2 separate regions of the Rattus norvegicus genome follow, and region 2 is linked to region 1. A link is a contact called in public Hi-C data. All regions are on one chromosome and are shown on one strand. The core of a region is the stretch at or near the end of the contact, and the rest is flanking DNA. Distances in the headings are between cores, read along the strand shown. Region 1 holds the start of Ppp1r3f (protein phosphatase 1 regulatory subunit 3F). Region 2 holds the start of Clcn5 (chloride voltage-gated channel 5).

The links. Hi-C and Micro-C count contacts between places; a contact is called where the count stands out from the background.
Region 2: a contact with region 1 is called in a Hi-C map of mammary epithelial cells, with 3 times the contacts expected there. The contact joins the promoter of Clcn5 here to the promoter of Ppp1r3f in region 1. A contact is called at or near these places in 2 of 12 Hi-C or Micro-C datasets (frontal cortex and mammary epithelial cells).

Annotation. Positions count from the first base shown.
Region 1 is chrX:17,599,000-17,605,595 of GRCr8, forward strand. It overlaps Ppp1r3f (protein phosphatase 1 regulatory subunit 3F), which reads left to right and starts at 2,231. Exons shown (of 4, transcript NM_001401176.1): 1 at 2,231-3,297. The coding sequence starts at 2,297. It also overlaps a transcript of Foxp3 not described here.
Region 2 is chrX:17,853,033-17,860,402 of GRCr8, forward strand. It overlaps Clcn5 (chloride voltage-gated channel 5), which reads left to right and starts at 4,228. Exons shown (of 14, transcript NM_001414393.1): 1 at 4,228-4,435; 2 at 6,639-6,798. The coding sequence starts at 6,783.

The DNA of each region.
Region 1 (6,596 bases), core at 981-3,480:
TTTAGAGTGCTGAGTATGGAATAGGGGGTAGGGACATGGGATGGAGACTAACCAGGGGGAGACTACTGTAGTATAGTCTAGGGTACTGGTGCTGGTCCTGTTGATGGAGTGGTAGTGAAAAGGTGGATTTCGGATTTTAAAAAATGGTGCTAGAGATGGGGCCCGTGCACTTGTTAGGAAGTGGTTTTTACTGCTGAGCTGTTCCTAACCATTTTTATTTTTTAGACAAGGCCACACTTGTAGTCTAGGCTTTGAATTCAGTGATCCTCCTGCCTTAGCTTCTCAAGTGCTGGGATTACAGGCATACGTCACCATATCCTGCTTGGGAAATGCTTTGGATAGATAACCTACAGGATTTGCTGAAGAATGAGACTCCGAGGCAAGACCAGGGCACAGTTAGTACCTAAAATGGGCAGATAGGATGGAGTCCTGCGATCATTTACTTGCTGCCTTGACCTTTCGGATGAGAGAAAAAAGTTCTAAAGTTCTACATTGTTTAAATCTTCATTATTCTGCTACTTGTAGCTGGACATATTCCTTTCGTGACCCGGACACAGACAGGAGGAGAAGAGAGACTATGGGGGCCAAGGGATGGCCTTCCTGTTAGGGGGGGTTATGAGGGTTAGATAAGAACCTTCCCTGAACCTGGCATTTAGCAGTCAGTAAGTCCTAATAAGTTAATAAACAGGAGTGGGGAATGTGTGAATGAACATGCTGACAAAATCTATGCCATTCCCACAGGAGGTGCGACCTTAGATGAGGAATGAAAAGAATTCACTAGATGAAAGAGATAGATGGGACAGCACTCTGATCAGAGGAGGTAGGGAGGGGGGAGAAAGAAAGCCACTGTGGGGTGAAAAGTGTCAAAATGAGCAAGAAGGGGAGGACTCTGATTTGAACTTACATTAGCTGATCAACTGGTGATGACATACTGTCAGAGTAAATGTGTGCTAAGTGTGAGTTAGAAAAAGCTAGTTCTTCAAAAAAGGGTTCTATTTTCTATTTTGTGATCGATTCATGCAGTGGTGCCAAGTCCTGAAGAATCTCAATGCTCAACTCGGGACTTTAAGGGACAGTCAAGAATGTTCTTGGCTAGTTACACTGGCCACGAAAAGGCTGGGAGGTGTGTGTGGTGGTGTGGGGCCGACGGGACACACCCAGTAACTGATAGGAGAACTGTTTTGCTTTGGTCTCACAACAACCGCGCAGTCTGGGTTTTTAGGGACTCTGGGAATTCGTGGGGCCATGGGGAGTCATGGAAGAATAGGGAAAGGTCAATCCATCCCCCCAAAGGCCCGATCTTATTGTTTGACTGAATTTTGATTCTGTGCTCAATCACTCAGGCTTAGGCTCAGCCTATGCACCTTCTTCTACTTTAACCTATTTATTGGCTACTCATGCTTTCCTTCGCAGCACCTACACTACCATCTTTGGGCTTGCTTTCCTATCTTGCCTCCACAGTATCCTTTTGGCTACATTTGTCTAGCTTCGGCTTTGGTTAATCCTATACTGGCACTGTCCCTTGAGATATCACAGCCTTCACCCTGGCTCTCCATCTCTTTCTCACTCCCACCTTCACTCCTCACATGCCCTAGTGCTCCCCCCACCCCCGCTACAGCCCCGCCTCCGTGTCTGCTCACACACTGCCTTCCAGACTCTGTTCAGTCTCTGTATTGGCTAGATCCACCCTGTTACCGCCTCTTGAAGCCATAGTGTGCGCTCACAGGACTCCCCATTGGCTCGTTGCAACCATTATCGTCACTCTGTCTCTACATCATTCGCGTGCAGTTCTCCATTGGCTGTTCTTTTTATCTTTCTTACGTCTCACCGCCTACACAACCTGCGGATCTCCCAGTTTTTGGACCTCTGGGTTCGCTCCCCGCTGCCCCCATCGCCTGTAGCCATTTCATCTTCCCACTGCCCACCGTGCCGCTCGTACTCAGACTTTCCTACTAACTGTCATACTTCTGCTAGCTACATCTTCGGTCCCGCATTAACCCCACTCAGGCCTCTCCATTGATTCCGTGATCATCCCGCCTCCCACACCGCCCACGCTCGGGCGTCTTCATTGGTTGCTAGCTTCTCCTGCTTGTCAGTCACCTTACGTCACTCCCGCGTGGCTGTCCATTGGTTGTTGGCTGTACCTGTCTTTATCTCACCGCCTACGCTCCACTGGAGCCCCACCCCCCCGTCCTGGCGTTTTCATTGGCTGCCCGCCTTTTCAGGCCCTGCCCCCGCCGGTCCCACCGCCGGTGCCGTCGGTGCCGCCGCCGCCGCCGCCGCCGCCGCCGCCGATATGGCGCGCACGGCCCCTGTGGAGCCACCGCTGCGGCATCCCGCGCCCCCGTCGCCGGTTGCGGGAGAGCCCCGCGCCTCAACTGAGGCGGCGGTGGCCCCGCGGAGGGTGCTGTTCGCTGACGAGGCCCTGGGGCTGCCTCTGGCGCAGCTACGCCGCTACCGGCCGTGGGGCGGGCCCGGGGCGGGCAAGATGGCGGCGGCGACCGGGCAAGATGGCGGCGGTGGCGGGGCTGATGAGGATGATGATGGCGAGGATGGGGATGAAGGGGAGGAGGAAGAGGAGGCTTTTCCCGATCCCTCTCCGCTGTGCCCCGTTCCCGCTGGCGGGGGGTTTTATCTGGTGCCCACATTTTCGTTGCCGCCCGCGCCGGGCCGTCTGGAGCGGTTGGGGCGCGTGATGGTGGAGTTGGAGGCGCTGCTGCCGCCTCCTGGAGCGGTTCCCGGGGGTTCCGGGGTGTGGGTGCCTGGGGGGCGCCCGCCAGTAGTGCGCGGGTTGGTGCGCGTGCTGAACCGCTCCTTCGAGAAGGCGGTGCACGTGCGGGCCTCACACGACGGCTGGGCTACCTTCTGCGACCACCCAGCGCGCTATGTCCCACGCAGCCCGCCTGGGGCAGGAGTGGGAGGAACAGGAGCAGGAGATCCCCTCCTGGATCCGGGTCTAGGCCTGGGCCCTGGCCAGGTGTCTGCCTCCTCACCCGACGACGGTGGCCGCACTGACCGCTTTGCCTTCCAGCTGCCCTTTGCTGAGGGTGCGGGCGATGGGGCGCGCCTTGACTTCGTGGTGCGCTATGAGACCCCCGAGGGCACTTTCTGGGCCAACAACCATGGCCGCAACTACACTGTCCTGCTCCGGATCGCACCCGCTCCCACACCCACTGATGCTGAAGGGCTGCCCCAGCAGCAGCAGCTGCAGCAGCTGGAGCCACAGCCTGAGTGCCAGGGTCCTGTGGAGGCTGAGGCCAGGCAGCTGAAGAGCTGCATGAAGCCGGTGAGGCGCAGGTAATGTCTGCCAGCGCCACCTCCACCAACACAGGGCTGGATGTAGAATGGAGGACAAGCCTCCCATCCCAGAAGTCCCCCCTCCCCCAGGCCTGCTCTCCAGAACAGGCAGGAGGGTGCAGTCGGTCAAAGAGTAGTGGAGACCAAACATGTGCTAGGCACTGTTTTAAATACTGGGGTATCATCCATTTAGTGAGTTCCACTATAAGGCCCTGAACAAGACAGACACCTTCCCTGTCCCCAACCATCCCGCAAGGCTCCTCTGGGAAACAGAATGCAAAAGCAAACAAGCAGATAAGATAAATAGGGCTAAGGTTAGTGCTGAGAGGAAAATACTGTAAGGCTCTGGAGGGAGTGGCTGCTGTAGACGTGTTGAGGGTGAGCTCTCGTGAAGAGTCCCAGACGGTGATAAGGAAGAGTTATGGAAGAGCGAGTTGGTAGAATTTGGACCAGGTAGGACGCTTTCTGAGGTGGCATTTAAACTTGAGTCCAGAGGGGTACGGAGCAGTGGTGCGCATACATGGAAGGAAGATGTAGGTAGTGGGAACAGCAAGTTCCGAGGTCCTGACCTGGTTATGGATTCGGTGTGAATGTCAGCCAGTGTGCTGGAGTGGAGAGAACATGCGGGTGCGATGGTGTGGACTAAGGGTCCCGGTGTGGGGAGTGGAATCTGATTCCTATCTGACCCAGCAGGAAGCCAGAGTTACAGAGGTAGAGAAGCTGGTTGAGGAAGTGGTGGTACTTGGCTTTTTAGTTACAACCATTTCTGGTCTTGAAGTCTGTGCACACCTTTTTACTGTTCCTCTGGTGGTCAGAGAGGCCTCCTGCGGAGTTTAAGGAGTGAGGCTATATTCTCACATAAAACATTAGTTTTGGCGGAGGCTGGAACAGATGAGAAGTGGACTTGAAGCTCATCTCTCTTTTTAAAATTTGCACACCTCTTATAAACTTGAGGGGCTGGGAGAAAGACCATTTATAACCCAGGAGACTGAAATAATGCTTTTCTAGGTCTTTACCAGGGCTATAAGTTTGTCAAGGGCAACAGCCAGGCTTGATGCCCGGGGTCAGTTAGATTCCCTCCGAAGTGCATACATCTTCCTGTTCCTATGAGAAATGGGAGTGGGAGGTTGCTCTTTTGGCCCTTGGAAGCTGCATGATGGAGCAGGGTGCTATGGGACCTGCTGGTTGTGCTTAGGGCTTAGACTGTGAGTAGTTCTGAAAGGTTTAGCTCTTAGTGGATGGACCTTGAAGCATTAAGAACTTGGATTCTCCTATTAGATTACCTGGGTTCAAACCCCAAGCCTGCCACTTTCTAGTGTGACCGTATCCAATTCTTAACCGCATCATGCTGTCAGTAACTATCCTCTTCTGTAAAACAGGCAATTATGGAAGTGCTGCACAGGATGAGTAAAAGCACTATGTTGAGCCTAGTTCAGAGTTGTGCCATAAACCTTGTGCTATAGTGGTGTCAATGATCGTTAATGTTTAGATGCTCACGCATAGTCTTTGTATGTATTCCTTTCCCAAACTCAGCTTTGTTGTCTGGTCTTGTCTCAGTTTTCTCATTTCTCAGAGAGGAATGGTTTTCCCATTGTGTGGTTGAATTGGACGCAGCACCCGTAGGCAAGGTAACTGAGGCATAATTGTAGCCGTAAAAGGTCTGGTGGTCAGCATTTCCTGCTCTCCTGTAGGAGTGGTAGGGACATTCTCCTCTTGAGGCCAGCTGAATGTGCTGTTGGTTGCAGGCGCTAGAGTGAGTCCTAGTTAATGGGAAATGGGGAGCTTGGAGAGGTGCTCCAGCTTGCTCAGAGTCACTCAGGTAGTAAATAGCAAGCAGGGACGCAGTGTTAGGGCTGCTACTTTAAAAACAAATCCCACGTTTCACTGTTGGTGCTCTTAGTTCTTCCCTTTGTCCCCTTGTACCTGTTATGTATGCTTCAGGTTTTATTGAGATGTACAGAAGTGGACTGTACTGATCCCCAGTGCAGGGCTCACAATATGTGTGCACTTGTGTAGCCCCACCCAGTTCCAGTGCCCCCAGAATGGCCTGCATTTCAATCACGTCTCATTGCATCTGCAGTTGTGGGAGCCCTTTCTGTAAGATAGGACGGTTTGGGTATTGAAGTTCGGTCATTTTCAAGAATGTGAAAGGAAGGGAACAGACAAATCAAAACCTTGCCGTGCCAAGGTGGGTGGAGAGGGTGTTTTTCTTTTAAAGTACATGGGTGGTTTTAAGGAGAAATTGAAGTAGTTCATTTAGACAATTGTTTTGGTAGCTGGCCCCATGTTTGTGGTTCCCAGCGTGACTTGAGATGTTATTTTAAGTGGGCAGATGGCTTTTTGATAGCTTCTTTATCTTTTGTTGATCTCAGCTCTTGCAAAGGGGAGGCTGGTGTGCACTGCTAGATCAGCGATAAGGTTTTCTTTGTAGGTCGGTGGCTTTCCTAGCAAATACATTTCAACTTATTATTGTTTTAAGGCCTGTGTGCCGCTGCTGATTTGAAGTGCTGTTGAAGAACAGCTACCCCCTGTGATCTAGCCCTCTGGGGAAATGGTGGTGGACCTCAGGGGATACCCTTTTCTTATCTGTGGGAGGCCTGCTGTAGAGGGCTTCAGAAATGTTGGCCACAGGCCCACTGTGCAGCTGGCCCTTGTCAGGTGGGGTCAGAGAGATGATTGACAGCCATGAGGATGTAGTCCGGAGCTCAAATGGCTGCTTTCCCTGGCTTGCGGAGCCAGGTTTTCAGTAGGTTAAGAGATAATCCAGCAGCAGCAGTTTTGGTAGGGTCTGTTAACGTGCTGAGCACAGTGCTAGGAACAAGCAGAGAAGATACAGACTGGTTTTAAGACTCCCAGAGGCTTGTGGTAGAGCCAGGTGGCAAGGCTTACGTGAGGCCTTAGGAAGTGACACGTGGCTGAGCCCCTTTTCTTTGCTGGGCATTTTGCTGAGTATTTTTGTATAGTCTCATTGGTTCTCAGTGGTGGTTTCTATGAGCTAGATTATTTAAATCCCTCTTTTCTGGGTGACTACAGAGGCTTTGAGTCCTCAGTGCTTAGACTGATATGGGAAGGAGCCCTTCTGTCGTGTCTTGACTTTACACTCTGAGGAGGTATCCTATTCCTCTTAAAAAATAAAGATCAACAAAAATCTGGCCCTTAAACACCCTCACTGGTACCTGCTTTGGCCTCTGCTGGCATCTAGTCTGGCTTTCTATTGGTTTCTGCTCCCGTGCTTTTGTCGCCACATCCCTTCTGTTACTCCTGCTTTGGGGTTGTTGCTCATACTGCTTGCTTCACCA
Region 2 (7,370 bases), core at 2,978-5,477, 260 kb after region 1:
AGCACACACTCAGGAACCCCTTCCTATCCCATATTGAAATGTCGCACGGCTTGATTTTGTGTGGGTCTTATGTAGGCCGTCACAACGGTTGTGATTGGCTGAGTGTGGGGACCGTGTCGTGTTCAGAAGATACTGTTTTACTCTGGTCTTCCCCAGGCTTTTTCTGCCTCCCTTTCTCTGAGCCTTGATGGGCATCAAGGATGTGTATGTGTGCACATGTGTGTGCACATGTATGTTCTATAGACATCCTCTTTCTGTCTGAGCCTTCTCTCCCTGATATTTGTTTTCTGCACTTTGACCAGTTCTTTCTGCACAAAACACTGTCCCCTCACAAAGAAACTTTTCTGAAGATGTTTGAGAGTGGTGCTAATTTTATGGGCAGACAGATGCTTTGGAAGGCAGTTAGGTACTGTGTCCATTTAAGCAGAATAAAAGTGGTAGTTCATTATATAATCCAAACGGGCCTGGAACTCAGGATCATCCTGCTTTTGTATGCAAAGGAGTGGGGTTACAGGAATGAGTAACCACATCCAGCCCACAATCTATAGCTTTTAAAGAAACCATTAACTGCTTTATTAGCACCACAATTGAATTTCTTTGTTTAGAAAAAAAATAGACATTTATATCTCCCCACAAATATTTCCTCTTAAATCTAGGGACCTTAATCAAGGAGCCTTCCTCTTCCTCCTACTCCTTATTACCCCCCCACCCCAACCCCTACCCTCCCACCCCCATCACCATTATCATTGTCATCTTCATTAATAATAGGTAACATTTATTAAGTGCTTAATTTATTATAAACGGTCCACATTATTAATACATTTAAGCATGAGATATCATTTTACTACTCAGAAACCTGAAGAGTGAAAAACCTGGTAACTCAAAAAGAAAAAAAAGAAAAAGAAAGAAAAAAAAGAAAGAAAAAAGGAAAAACAGCTAATATGTCTCTATGCCTCCGGCTGTCACGACATTTTTCTTTTTTTAACTCACAAAAGATGAAGTGTGTGTGTGTGTGTGTGTGTGTGTGTGTGTGTGTGTGTGTGTGGTGTGCGTCTGTGTGTGTGTAGGCATTGGATTGGGTGTGTTTAAATGTTGGAGCCCTCCAAGCTGTTGGCGGTCAGTGGCGACACCCAGTGGCCATTTTCATGTATTGCAACCCCATCATAATCTTTGCGACTCCAGGCCTCTCAAATAATCCTACATTTCAAGCAAAGACTCATGTCTTCGAGGAATAAATTTGCTTACGATCACCCTGCCCTTTTTCATACTCCTTTATCAGAGAAGACGCTTTTTATCCTTACTTTTATTATAGTTCAGGGGGGGTCTCGGTGGGGGCCCTTCTGATCAGTCCACAAGTGAACTCTTGTTTTTCTATCCTGCAGTGTTGTGGGAAAAGAAAGAAAAGACAGAAAAGAGAAACTTCTCAAACAAAATCGCCCCTGATTTCTGTGCTTAAGGAAGAGTTCTAACAAAAGGATTGCCTTGTTCAAACGTTTTAACTATTGGGCATATTGGTAAAGTGCATAATTAAGGGAAGCCTGTCCGTGTGTACAACACACACACACACACACACACACACACACACACACACACACGTCAAAGCAAACATCCTCAAATTTTCCTCCATTTGTCTCTGAATTAAGTACAAATGTTTGTCCAGCATTCACAGTCCTTCCAATTTAGTCTCATTCCCCTCTTCTATTCATACTACTCCCAACCTCTGTGCTTTGATCTGCTGTAGTGTGAATAACCATGGTGGTTTAAAAATTCCCTTCGTTCTCTCCAATCACAAGCTAGCAGAATCTTTGCTGTCTGCCACGTGTAATCATCCATTAGTATTGCCATCAATAAATCACCCCATTTGTGTGGAGAGCATATGTGCAGCTGGCTCATAGAAGAAGCTTTGATTTGGGGCTCAGGTATAGATCCAGATAAAGCCTATCTGGATTCAACATTTCATATCTACTCCAGGGTTCCCAAGGATGCAGAACTCTGGATTCTTTTCACAGTTCAGATCCTTCCAGGGGAGATCCTGTGATAACTCTGCCTTGGTTTGAGCTTATCGAAGTATGGCTTTAAAAAAAATCATCTGAAGTTTAGTCTTCTCCCACGACCCTACCTTTTGTCTTCATGACATGACCATGTTTGTTTCCCTGTTAGGTTTTGTATTAAAACAAGCCAAAATCTTGATTGTGTTTGATTATAGATTTATATCTGGAAGCTTTACATGGGTTGGCCCAAGATACAGGCTTTGTATTTCAAACCTTTAGTTTGTCCAAAGTAGCCATTCAAAATTCATTGCGCATACATGGCCTTACCCAACTTTGGTCCCTGCATGTTAACAATGCTGATCTGCCCAGTTTCTGATCCAATGTGAAACCTGCACCACAGGAGGGAATTTTATACCTGATACTGTAACTCCATGTCTGGGGAGCCCATAGGTCCTTGGGTAGAACCTGGCATTTTAATTTAGCTCAATGATTGACTTCCAATGCTAGTGTTTATAGCTACAGATCTGGGCTGTTCTCAACTTTGGTCAGGGGAGCTTCTTTTTGCCATGGGCAGCAAAGACTCATAACCGGTCAAAGTTCTGAGAAGAGGCTGAGTGCTCAGCCCTGAGTCTAAATGACAGAATTCTCAACCTTAGTCCTAATTAGGCCCAAGGGCCATCTTACACGAGGAGATTGAAAGAATGCAGGAGCTGGAGCATTCAGAGGAGGGCTGTAAAATACTGTCTTTTGTACACAAGGTCTTTGAACTCAAGAATAAGACCAAGCCACCAACATTCCCACAGAGATGGGAGAGATGATACCCAGGCTCTGTTTCTTACTGAGATGCCATTGGTAGTTGATAGCTTTCTGGGGAGAAAGAATCACTTTTCTTTGAGGGTGTGGCCTCTGATAGGTTTTTTCTTTTCTGTTGAAGGGTCCTACATGCTAGCAAATATGGGCAACACTAACTGGATTTATTGGGTTAATAAAACAAGGAATTTTAAATTAGGAGGGGAGGTGTTGGGGGAATTTGGGTTTCTTGAGGAGAACTGGAGGGGGCAAATGGAAGCATATAGGATTATAGTTTATTGTATGCACGTATGAACTTCTCGAAGAAAAAAAAAAGCCTAGGGGTGTGGCACAGGACTACAATCTCAGCTCTTGGGAGGCAGAGCAACTGAATACCTGTGATCTCAAGGCCAGCTTAGTCTACATAGTGTGTTTCAGGCATCCAGGGATAGTGAGGCCCTGTTGCAAGAAAGTTGAGAAAAAAATACTGTTTACTCTAGCAGATTCTGAATTTGAGTACTTGTTGATGATGCGGATTCCAATCTTAGTTCTTCCAACAAATTAATTCGCTGCACTCTTTGTGTAGCCTGCTCATTCTTTACAAGGATAGGATATTTCTTCTAATTGTTTGAAATGGCTTTGGAGACGGAGAGACTTCAGTTGGAATCTGAACTTCATTTTGTGTTTTGTTTGTCCGTTTTTGAGACAGTGCCCTGCCTTGAAACTTGCTGTATAGCCTAGGGTGACCTCGGACTGATTCTCCTACCTCCAACCCCTAAATTGGAGGATTAGGATTAGGAGTATGTGTCAGCTTGAGTTTTCGCTTGGTAATGATTAAATTGGCGATAATATCGATAAATAACTGCAATATAGATTTCCCTGTATGAGATTAAATTGGCCCCTGCAAGCATCACCATATTTGATCACTCTTTCTATTGCTACTACAGTGTGAGATCGGAAAAGCTATGCGACCTTTCTGTGCCTCTGTATTTTTACGAGGGAAAATAAACAACGATACATTCTTCGTGAGTTCTTGTGATCATTAAATGCAACGAATAAAGAAGGTATAGTAAGCCAGAACAATGCCTGGTATCTAGGAGGCTAAATATGTGGTCTGATGTCATTAGTATTATATTTCTACTATTACGCTGTGGTCAAGATGCTCAGGATAAACAGTTTGTTCTAAAGACAAAAGCAAAACCAAGGTAGGCAATCTGCAAACAATGGAACCGAATGGAGCTGTGCTTTTCTCCAAATGCAACTGACACGCCCCGCACTTGGGTTGGATCCGCCCAGTCCTCATTAAATATGGCTGCAAGCCTGGCTACCCTATTGCGGTTGCGCATGCCGAAGCTCCTCCCAGCAGCAGCTTCTTGGCCGCGTTTTCCCCCCGGGCTGGGCCGAGGTGCCTGGAGAGGGCCCTCCGTGGCGCGCATGCGCAGACTCCGTCTTGGCAGAGCTAATACTCCAAGGCGCCTGTCACATGAGCCTCGCTCCCGCTCCGCTCCCCCTCCTCCCGGCTGGGCTGTGTGAATGAAGCTCCGCCGGCTACGTGGGGCGCTAGCTCTACTCGCCGTGTGGAACGCCAGAGCCGACTGAGCGCGCTGCCCACCGCCGGTGGACACGGGCTCCGCGGCGCTGGACCCCGGTGACAGGTAAAGGCAAACGGGCTTTCCTTCCCCAACACGTCCTTCCCAGGTCGCCGGCCGCCGGCCCACCCGAGGAGCCCCCCTGGTACAACGAGCAGGGAAGAGCGCTCGTCTGCCACCGCGGTCCCCGGAGCTGGCGTTCCCTGCCCGGCCGCCACCGAAGGAGGTGGACAGGCTGGTTCCTGCCAGAGCGGGGCGGCATCTCCTCGGCAGCCCAGCCCAGTTCTGGGATCAGGGTCCCCAGGCTGCCGATCGAAGTTTCCTTGCCAAGCGGCGCCAAGCCCGCCCAGCTTTGAAAGCTGGGAGCTTGGCTGCCCGCGTCGCTTCTCCAGAAGACAGGGCTGGGGCGGCGTTCGCTGGGAAAGCGCAGCAGAGGCCAGGTTCTGCTCGCTCCTGCTTTGGACCTGCCACAGGTTTCGAGGGGTTCTTAGTGAGGTGCAGTCCAGAGGGCCTGGGCGAAGAAGTTGGTCTGCGTTTTCCCCCTTTGCCGCCCAATGCGCTTAGCTGCTGCTTCCAGACATTGGAGCCCCGCGTTCCAGCGCCTTTACTAGTAATGGAAAGAAAGCTTTAGCTTAACTTTGACGCGCTTTTTACCTTTAGGAACGTTTCAGAACGAAACAGTTGCCTGAAGTTGGACGTGTGTCGGTGTGATAACGTCAGTGGAAGTTGCACCGAGTAAATGAGGGGAAAGCCAGAAGGTGAAGCATTAAAAGCCAGGGAGATTCTGCTTTACACATACTTCATAAATCTATTAGTAATTTCCCGGGTTTAATTTCAGAGCTGTTAAATTTCCCCTTGTTCCACGACGCACTGCACTGATCAGTACTTCTGTAACAGTAAGCAAAATGGGGTGGGGGGCAAACTTAAACTGTGCCATGTTTCAGATAACTCACTTTTTCCTGGGGGAATTCATCCTCAGAGTTTAAGTTTTTTAAGCACTCTTTTTCTTGGATTTCAGGAGCCTTTCCCCATCCAAAGCCAGATCTTTGTTGGAGTTTTGAGGACTGGTGCACACATGAACCTTTTTGTTCTTTAAAGAAAAAGAGGTCACTAAAGAGGGCCAACACTCTTCTCAAACTAGTATTAGCCTTGAGCGTTAGGGCTTTAGCTTTTCCACTTCACAGTTGCACACGTTGGTTCTGTAAAAATCAATAGAAATAGAAATTCGCCTCAGGCCAAAAAGGTGAGGGCCTTTCTAGAAAAAATGCAAATTAGCTTTTATGCTATAAAGTATTTAAAAACTTGTTTAAATGGACAAAGTGCTTAATGTATGAAACTTACACACCAAACTAAGGCCAGTAGTCACACCTGTTAGTTTTTTCCTTTGCTTTCTAACTCCTTTCATATAACTGGAAACAGCATTAAGATTGAATTTAAAGATTCAAATTTTATCAGTATGGTTTCGCGTGTATGCATGTGCTTGTGGGTGGGGGCGCAGTTTTCCATAGTCAGTTCTTTCTTTCCATTTCTACTTGGAGTCCAGGGACTGAACTTAGGCTGGGACACCAAGCTCTTTTTAACGGAGATGCTTTCTCAACAGCTTTGAATTTGAAAATGTATTACCGGGAGTTAGCTAAGTTACTTTGATTGTATTAATATTAATATTCTAGTTGTATGTTCTTCTTTGTCCTTGACTCATTCCCTCACTATACAAACAATATAATATGTTCACTATAGGAATTTTGCAAAGCGAGGAAAATACAAAATAAAGGGGAAAGGAAGACCCACCTCCCCATGGGTGTCATCAGTTCTTACTTTTTATTACACTCCCTTTTTTATATGTAAGATTTATTTTAACACTTTATTCACAGAGTCTGTTCTCTTTTCTACTGATGTCTTCATGTAACCCTGAATCTTCATGGGCAGAAGAAGAATTCATTCACCGGAGTGTGGAACTTTAAGATACAAAGCACAATGGCTATCACAATTTATCTCAACCAACCCCTTACTCATCCCTTAATGAGTGTCCAGCCTCATTTACTGAAGTCCCAGATTCATACAGAACCCTACAGCAGTGAATGACAGTGTTAACTGGTGATAGATCTGTACTCTCGCACCAGCAATACTGCCGTGAAGGGGTGAGGGGAACTTGACACTGTGTATGGTGTCTTTCAAAGAGAGGTTCAGAGGGGCTCAGGGTCTCATTTTCAAGAATTTGAAATTCTTTGTCTTCTTTGGTGATTTTCATTCTTCTGTTTTACATTTTCAGGTTTGGGGCCTTAGAATCTTGCAGAAAGCAGAACCACACAGTTGCATCTCCACTTATACCCTCCTTTAAGTCCCCCTCCAAAACTGGGGGTGCCTCTGGAAAGCTCTGAGCCTGTTACCTAGCTTGGGAGAAGATAGGTACAAGATGGCCATGTGGCAGGGTAAGAAATTAACACTTATTCCTCTAACTGGTTTTTCCTCCTGCTGTCTTCCACCCCCACCGCACCCCCAGAGCTATGACTGCCAGCCAGCTGTTTCTTTAATTTAACCCTTTCTTTACTAGGACAATGCACATTTATGTAAGAGAAGCTGTTGTTAGCTCGAATATTCATATGATTCTAAAGTGGATGTTAATGGCGAATCAGACAAATATTATACCAGAAGCATTGAAAAGAATTTCCTTCAATTAAACATGTATTCCTGGGGATTATATGGAAGGAGAGATACATTTTTCCCAATTTGTGGTTTTCATTTATTTCAAGCAAATTTGTATTGTAAGATTCTTGAAAGTAGGGGGAGACACACTTAGTTGCCTCTCAAGCTTCCTCTTCTTAATGAAGACATCTTTTGGGTTTTGGCAGTTGAAAGGCTCATTGAATCTTATGTTTATATTTTGGTGGCAGAAGGAAGATACTGATTTTCATATTATAACGTACCCAAGAGCCAAGCTCAACAATGTTTTCGGTGATAAATTATATCTCTTGTTGTGGATTCTATCTCATGCAAAGTTGTT